2 separate regions of the Arabidopsis thaliana genome follow, and region 2 is linked to region 1. Evidence: chromatin contacts called from public capture Hi-C data. All regions are on one chromosome and are shown on one strand. The core of a region is the stretch at or near the end of the contact, and the rest is flanking DNA. Distances in the headings are between cores, read along the strand shown. Region 1 holds the start of AT3G06530 (ARM repeat superfamily protein). Region 2 holds the start of AT3G07290 (Pentatricopeptide repeat (PPR) superfamily protein).

Evidence for each region. Capture Hi-C pulls out chosen DNA fragments and counts their contacts.
Region 2: a capture Hi-C map of seedling shows a contact between it and region 1, with 2.3 times the contacts expected there. The contact joins the promoter of AT3G07290 here to the promoter of AT3G06530 in region 1. A contact is called at or near these places in 1 of 26 Hi-C or Micro-C datasets (callus) and 1 of 3 other capture datasets (seedling).

What each region holds. Positions count from the first base shown.
Region 1 is chr3:2,020,514-2,023,918 of TAIR10.1, forward strand. AT3G06530 (ARM repeat superfamily protein) reads left to right here and starts at 1,947. Exons shown (of 40, transcript NM_001337662.1): 1 at 1,947-2,242; 2 at 2,331-2,544; 3 at 2,627-2,722; 4 at 2,814-2,931; 5 at 3,022-3,195; 6 at 3,289-3,405. The coding sequence starts at 2,083. AT3G06520 (agenet domain-containing protein) reads left to right here. Exons shown (of 3, transcript NM_001337661.1): 2 at 1-208; 3 at 480-1,520. The coding sequence ends at 1,442.
Region 2 is chr3:2,323,081-2,326,935 of TAIR10.1, forward strand. It overlaps AT3G07290 (Pentatricopeptide repeat (PPR) superfamily protein), which reads right to left and starts at 1,488. Exons shown (of 1, transcript NM_111609.2): 1 at 1-1,488. The coding sequence starts at 1,302. It overlaps AT3G07300 (NagB/RpiA/CoA transferase-like superfamily protein), which reads right to left. Exons shown (of 10, transcript NM_111610.5): 4 at 3,645-3,855; 5 at 3,011-3,140; 6 at 2,780-2,887; 7 at 2,540-2,642; 8 at 2,335-2,460; 9 at 2,067-2,254; 10 at 1,526-1,959. The coding sequence ends at 1,887.

The DNA of each region.
Region 1 (3,405 bases), core at 697-3,196:
ACGGTTCAAAGCTGACGATGAGGTCGATGTCTTCAGAGATAGCGAAGGTTGCTGGGTTAGAGGCAATGTTACGACCGTACTTGAAGATTCAAGGTACATTGTGGAGTTTAAAGGGGAAAATCGTCCAGAAATAGAGGTTGATCAGTTCAATTTGAGGCTTCATCGTGAATGGCTAGATGGTGGGTGGGTTCCTTCTCTTCTCCAACAGGTAAAACATTTCTCTGCGTTTGAATTGAATCTAGGGTTTGTAGAAAAATAGTGAATTTAATGTTTTAGGGATTAAGATACATTGAAAGATTTGACGAATTAATTGTAAATTTAGTAAAACCAAAAAAAAAAAAAAAAAAAAAAAAAAAAAAAAATTGTAAATTTAGAAAAAAGACTTAATTATACTATATATACTGTATGTCAAGCAATTTGAATTTGAAGATTTGTTGGAATTTGGCATAATAAACTCACACTGCTTTTTTGATTTACAGAGCAATTTCTCGGAATCGACAGCCCAAAGAATTAAACTGAAGATAAAAATCAAGAGAAGAGATCAATATGAGAAGGGAGCTCTTGTCGAAGTCAGAAGTGAAGAAAAAGCTTACAAGGGTTCTTGGTATTGTGCTCGTATACTTTGTTTATTAGGTGATGATAAGTACATTGTTGAACACTTGAAATTTAGTAGAGATGATGGTGAGTCGATCCCTCTGAGAGATGTGGTAGAAGCCAAGGACATAAGACCAGTTCCTCCTTCAGAACTCTCGCCTGTTGTGTGCTATGAACCAGGGGTTATAGTTGATGCTTGGTTCAACAAACGGTGGTGGACCAGTAGGGTTTCCAAAGTCCTAGGAGGAGGTTCTAATAAGTATTCAGTTTTTATCATCTCAACTGGTGAAGAAACGACAATCTTAAATTTCAACTTAAGGCCCCACAAAGATTGGATCAATGGACAATGGGTCATTCCTTCCAAGGTATTGACTGATGTGCCGGAAGAATGTTACAAACCTCCATTGAAGAAGCTGAAATCTTGTGAGAGAGCAGAGAAGGTGTTTAACAATGGAATGGAGGTGGAAGTTAGAAGCGACGAACCAGGTTACGAAGCCTCATGGTTCTCTGCAAAGATCGTAAGTTACTTGGGCGAAAACAGATACACAGTGGAGTATCAAACACTAAAAACAGACGATGAAAGAGAGTTGTTGAAGGAAGAAGCAAGAGGTTCAGATATAAGACCTCCTCCTCCTCCACTGATTCCAAAGGGGTATCGATATGAATTGTATGAACTTGTGGATGCTTGGTACAATGAAGGATGGTGGTCTGGTCGAGTATATAAGATAAACAACAACAAAACGAGATATGGTGTCTACTTCCAAACGACTGATGAGAGTTTGGAGTTTGCTTACAATGACCTTAGGCCTTGCCAAGTGTGGAGAAACGGAAAATGGAGTCGTGTATAAGGATGAGAAGAAGTTGGCTAACGGTTACAACTATTAATGAAGAGGATAAGGAAAATGACTTGTTTATAGTACATTTTTTGTTTATGAACATATGTTTGAAGTTGATGATGTCGTTAATTGTCTGCGTATAATATAATATTTAACTTCTAATGAAAGAGGTCAGGTGTTAAGTTTCTTTTTTGTTCTCTGTTCTCACTTCCATTTTACTGAAATTCTTGGATAGATGGGTTTGTTAATCTTGGCAAATGTGATGTGAACAGTGATTGTATCTTGACTTTCTTACACTTGTTTCAAGACTTTCTCGATTGAGGAATTAAAACGCACAGTTTTGTAATAGTAGCGGCAGATTAGAGATGGGCTTTATTATCAAGTTGTAAAACTATTGGGGTTTAAATTCGAAAAACAAAAAAATAGGTCATGGTTTAAAACGCAATTCCATTATAACTCAGGGGTTTCCTTGTTTCTTTATATTACTATATCTTCCAGATTAAAAATAAAAGGATCGTTAAACCCTAAACCCGCTTCTTCTTCTTCTTTCTCTTCTTCTCCCTCAACGCCGCTCTCTATCTCTCTATCTCTCTCTACCTCAAACTTATTCTTCGAATTTCCTCTGAAGAATAATCTTATCCCAATAGCGAGTATGAGTTCTTCAATAGTGTCACAGTTACAGGCTCTCAAGTCAGTGTTACAAGCCGATACAGAGCCTTCCAAGAGACCTTTCACACGCCCTTCGATTCTCTTCAGTCCTAAAGAAGCAGCTGATTTCGATATCGAATCAATTTACGAGCTCGGGCTCAAAGGTATGTTCTCTTCTCCTATTATGCAATTCTAATGAACAAGCTCAATGATAAATTAAATTCTCATCGTTAATTATTTTTGTTAATTCAGGTCTAGAAGTACTTGGAAACAAAGATGAGAGGTTTAAAAATTACATGAACGACTTGTTTAGTCATAAAAGTAAAGAAATTGATAGGGAATTGCTGGGTAAAGAAGAAAATGCTCGGATTGATTCATCAATCAGTTCGTATCTACGTTTACTCTCTGGTTATCTTCAATTTCGTGCTTCCTTGGAGACCCTTGAGTATCTCATACGACGATACAAGTATGTGTTTCCTTATCACTATTGGTTATGTATATTTGCCTTTGTTCGTTCATCGAATTGTCCTAATTGCTCTATATTTCAGGATTCATATATACAACTTGGAAGATGTGGTTCTATGCGCCTTGCCATACCATGACACACATGCCTTTGTCCGCATTGTTCAACTGCTTTCTACTGGGTGAGTATATATCTTTCACTTTCGATTTCGAAGTGAAGTCTCACAATTTATCATATCGATTAGTAAACCCTGGTTCTCATTTGCTTTACAGAAATTCCAAGTGGAAATTTCTGGATGGTGTTAAAAATTCAGGTGCTCCACCTCCTAGATCGGTTATCGTTCAGCAATGTATACGTGATAAACAAGTTTTGGAGGCCTTGTGTGACTATGTAAGTAGCTGTTAATATTTTTTTTCCCTATAAACTGGTTTTTGAATGGCTACATCAAACTGAACATCTGAAATCTTGGTTACATTGTAGGCATCTCGTACTAAGAAGTATCAGCCTTCAAAACCTGTGGTTAGCTTCTCCACCGCAGTTGTTGTTGGGGTGCTCGGTTCAGTTCCAACTGTTGATGGAGATATTGTAAAGACGATTTTGCCATTTGTGGACTCTGGTCTTCAATCTGGTGTGAAAGGATGTTTAGATCAACAGGTTTTTTAGTGGTTTTCTTACCAAATATTTTTCTCTAATTGATTTTGTTATTCAGTTGATGTGCCTTTTATGACAAACTTTATATGGTTCTAGGCTGGAGCGTTAATGGTTGTTGGCATGTTGGCAAACAGAGCTGTGCTAAATACTAATCTTATCAAGCGCTTGATGAGGTCCATCATCGACATTGGTCGTGAACATGCCAAGGAATCT
Region 2 (3,855 bases), core at 238-2,737, 300 kb after region 1:
GTCCAGCATTCTCTTCAAAAGGTGCACAGCCTTGTACGGTTTCCCGACTCTACACAACCCTTCCATAAGCTCGTTAAAAGTTCTTACATTTGGTTTGCAAGCCCTCTTCTCCATTACAGTAAGAAGCTCAAAAGCGGGAACAACCCGTCCATCTTTGCAGTAGCCATTTATCAACGCATTGTAAGTTATTACACTAGGAAATATCCTGTCTTTAACCATCTTTCGACAAACCCCATTAGCCTCTTCAATCTTTCCGTCTCTACACAACCCATCAATCAAAACAGTGTAAGTGTGGACGTTTGGTTTACACCCTCTAGGAATCATCTCATCAAACAAGTTAAAAGCTTTATCAATCAAACCTCTATCGCACAAGGCTTTAATAAGCACAGTATATGTACGTGTGCTTGGTTGGCAACCTTTCTCACCCATTTGATCTTTTAGGCCAAATGCTTCTTCAAGTCTCCCTACTTCACACAACCCGTGAATCAAAATGGAGTAACTAACAGAGTTCGGTGCACAAGTTACCTCCTTAGACATTACATCAAACACCTTGAGTGCATCTCTGAGATTCAATCCACGGCAAAAACCCAGTAACAAAGAAGTGCCTATATGGGAATCTAACACAAACCCAATTTTAAGAATCTTAGACATGAACATCTCAGCGGCTTCCGTGTATCCATTCTTACACAGAGCATTGACAATGGTTCTGTAATCAATCATACCAACAACAAATCCGTCAGCTTCCATTCTTCTATAAGTCACGTAAGCCAAAAATCCTAAATCAAGTTTAGCTAAGGACATCAAAAGAGAGCTGTAACAAGGGTAATTTAACCGGAACCCAAAAACTTCTCTCAGCTCATCAAAACAATACATTAGTTTCAACATCTCTTTCTCGCATCTACTACATTCCTTGATCAACGCAACAATAACAGCATGCGCAACTCGATACAATCCGGAAGAAACAATCAGTTTCAAAAGCTGATTTTTCTGAGTTGGGTCGAAACAATACGACGAATGCTTGCAGACCCACATGAAAAAGCGAACGCAAATATCGTTGTCACTGCGTTGAAGCGAAATGACCTGTGAAGCGACATTTGGATTCATGTGAGAGACTAGAGATTTAAGAGAACTGTTCTTCTCCCAATTGGGGGTTTTTAGCAAAGATGCGACATCATGAGCCGCCACTTCGTCCGAGGAAGACAGAGAAGGTCGAGAAGAGACGGAGAAGAAGGCATTAGAAGGAAAAACATGACGCCCCAAAGCTAAGATCTTTCGAGTACTTCTGATATGTATCAGCAGCATACACAGTACACAGATTGAAAGGAGCCGGAGAGAAACAATAAAAATGTTAACTTTAACTAGTGGGGTTTAGGGTTTTACTTTTATCTCTCTGGCTATTTTGAACAATGGTGTTTATGCAGGTGTTGTCGTCTGTCTGAATATTTTCACGGCGAAGATATAGTGATCCGGTTATGAGGTAATTGAAATTGAACCGTACCGAACCAATGCATCGCCTCACACTTATCAAGTAAAATTGCACCCAAAACTTTAATTAGTTAAAATAAGATGTCCTGTCCACCTCCAGTGGTAATTCTCGTATTAGCAAATACAAAAGCCAACCAAAGAAAAACGTTGTGTTGAAAGAGAAGTATACTATCAAGTAACAATAGACACCATTGAGACTGAGCTAAAGGAATTACCCAAGACACGGCAAAAATAAACTTGGCCTGACAATTTCAGACACTAAGATGTTTCTCTTTTTCATTCACAATCCTTGAGCAACTGTTTTTGTGCAATGTACATATATTCTTCAATTGTGAATGACCGACTATCCGACTGAATGTTGTATAGTTCCCACCAAGTGACCGAAAACTAGTCCTTTATCGCTACATCACCAAATCATCAGCAGAGTAGTAGTCCGCAATAAGACGGTACATGTAGGATGGATTGTGTCCTCCCCTGTAACCAAAAAGGTAACGCTATCACCAACCCTTTATCCAAAAAAGTAATGCCATGAAAATGGACCAACCTAAGAATATAGCAAAGATTATATATAGGAGACTTACGTGTCTGTTATAAAGAGACTAACAAGGTTTGGTGGGACATAATCGAATGTTGGGTTGACAACTTGAAGAGACCCGGAACCTGCTCCAAAATCCAGGCAATCAGAGAATTCACCAAAATCCAACAGTTCAGATGGAGATCTCAGCTCATTTAGTAATACTTCCGGATTGTGAGGATAGAGGGGACACAACTGTTATTACATTGGAAACCCTAAGTCAAGTTTTGAGAGCAAAAAACAGTTTGAGAAATTAAATACAACTCGAAACCAACCTTGTGACTACCAGCAAGAACCACGAATGGGACTGCGTGCTTTTGTGCTGCAAGAGCAGCCATGTTGACACCAACTGGCCCTATAACTCCACCATTAGCCATCACTGCATGAGCTCCAATTATAACCTGTGCATTTTCACATCATTGCAAATTATTTAGAAGACAAGGACAAGAAAACATAAAGTTGGGTAGGAATGAATTGTACCATATTCACTCGAGATATCATAGCAAACACTGCAGAGTCGGTGATCACAGTTGTCTGCAAACCTCTAGCTACCAATTCTTTTGCTAATAGATGGCCCTGATATCTAATATAATAGAATAGAAATGGAAGAAAATTTGATACAGCTGAGTTAGATGGACAAATCAGAGAGAATATAAAAATGTTGAGAGAAAACACTAACAATGGTAATGATGAAACATATAGTAAAGGGAGAAACCAAACCTTGGAGCACCTTCGGCAACAAATACACGAAAAGATCTTTTTTTCTCCTTTGCAGCACACAGAAACTCAAGCACTGTTCTTGAGCTACCCAGGGTTAGGATCACCTCACTGAAAAAATAGAATTTAGGCAATACAAAAGTGATCATCACGAAAAGACACTGAGAAACGACCATTTTAGTTCTCCATGTATAACATGTTAAAGATAAATAATGCTATAGAAAAGAAAAGTACTTTTGATGTATATGCTCTATAGCTTGTTCAGCGATCTGCTCATGACAACCAGCAATCTCTTGAATAAGTTGATTCACTCCTTCGATAACATCATGCTTCAGCTTCCGAGTTAACGAACTTTTATCGGCAGCTAAACAAAAGGGTATATTAGACCATTAATATCAACCAAAAACAGTAAAATATTCTTGCTGCCATATAAAATTTTGATCTATGGTTCATTTATGATATAATCCCAATAAAGTGAGACGAACCACCTAAAAAAGTAGACTGATAAGAACATATATGATTCTCATTTATCTCTATAACTCAGCAACACAACACAAACTCACAGGTAATTCCAGCAACAAAACTACAGGAACCAGTAAAATAGGGTTTGCTTAAACTCTCCCAAGCCTAAATGCCCTAAAGCAAAACCAAAACCACTGAGACCTAAATCTGTCTACGATAGCTAAAAAGAAAACCTTATATATCAGCTTGTAAAAGAGAATATGAGCCAACATTATTAAATTCCAGCGATAACACTTATCTTCAATGGTTTATCAAAGACATCAGTAAAACAGACGGCATAAGGACCTACTGAAAAAAAAACAGTATGTGCAAAGGAGAGCCAAAGGCATGAAAAAGGTACATTTACTTTTGCTTTCGGAATCAGCACCAGATGAAGATGTGTATGGAACAGTTGCAGATTCAGGAGTGCCCTCGAGAAGCGTTTGCAAAGATGGAGGGCGTAATGTACTCCTAGCTGCAGCTGCAACAACTGCTGCAGACATTGCAGGAAACCCAATTCCTTTGCAATTGTCTACATCATCATCATCACTTGCATCCAACAAGTCCAAACCACCCAT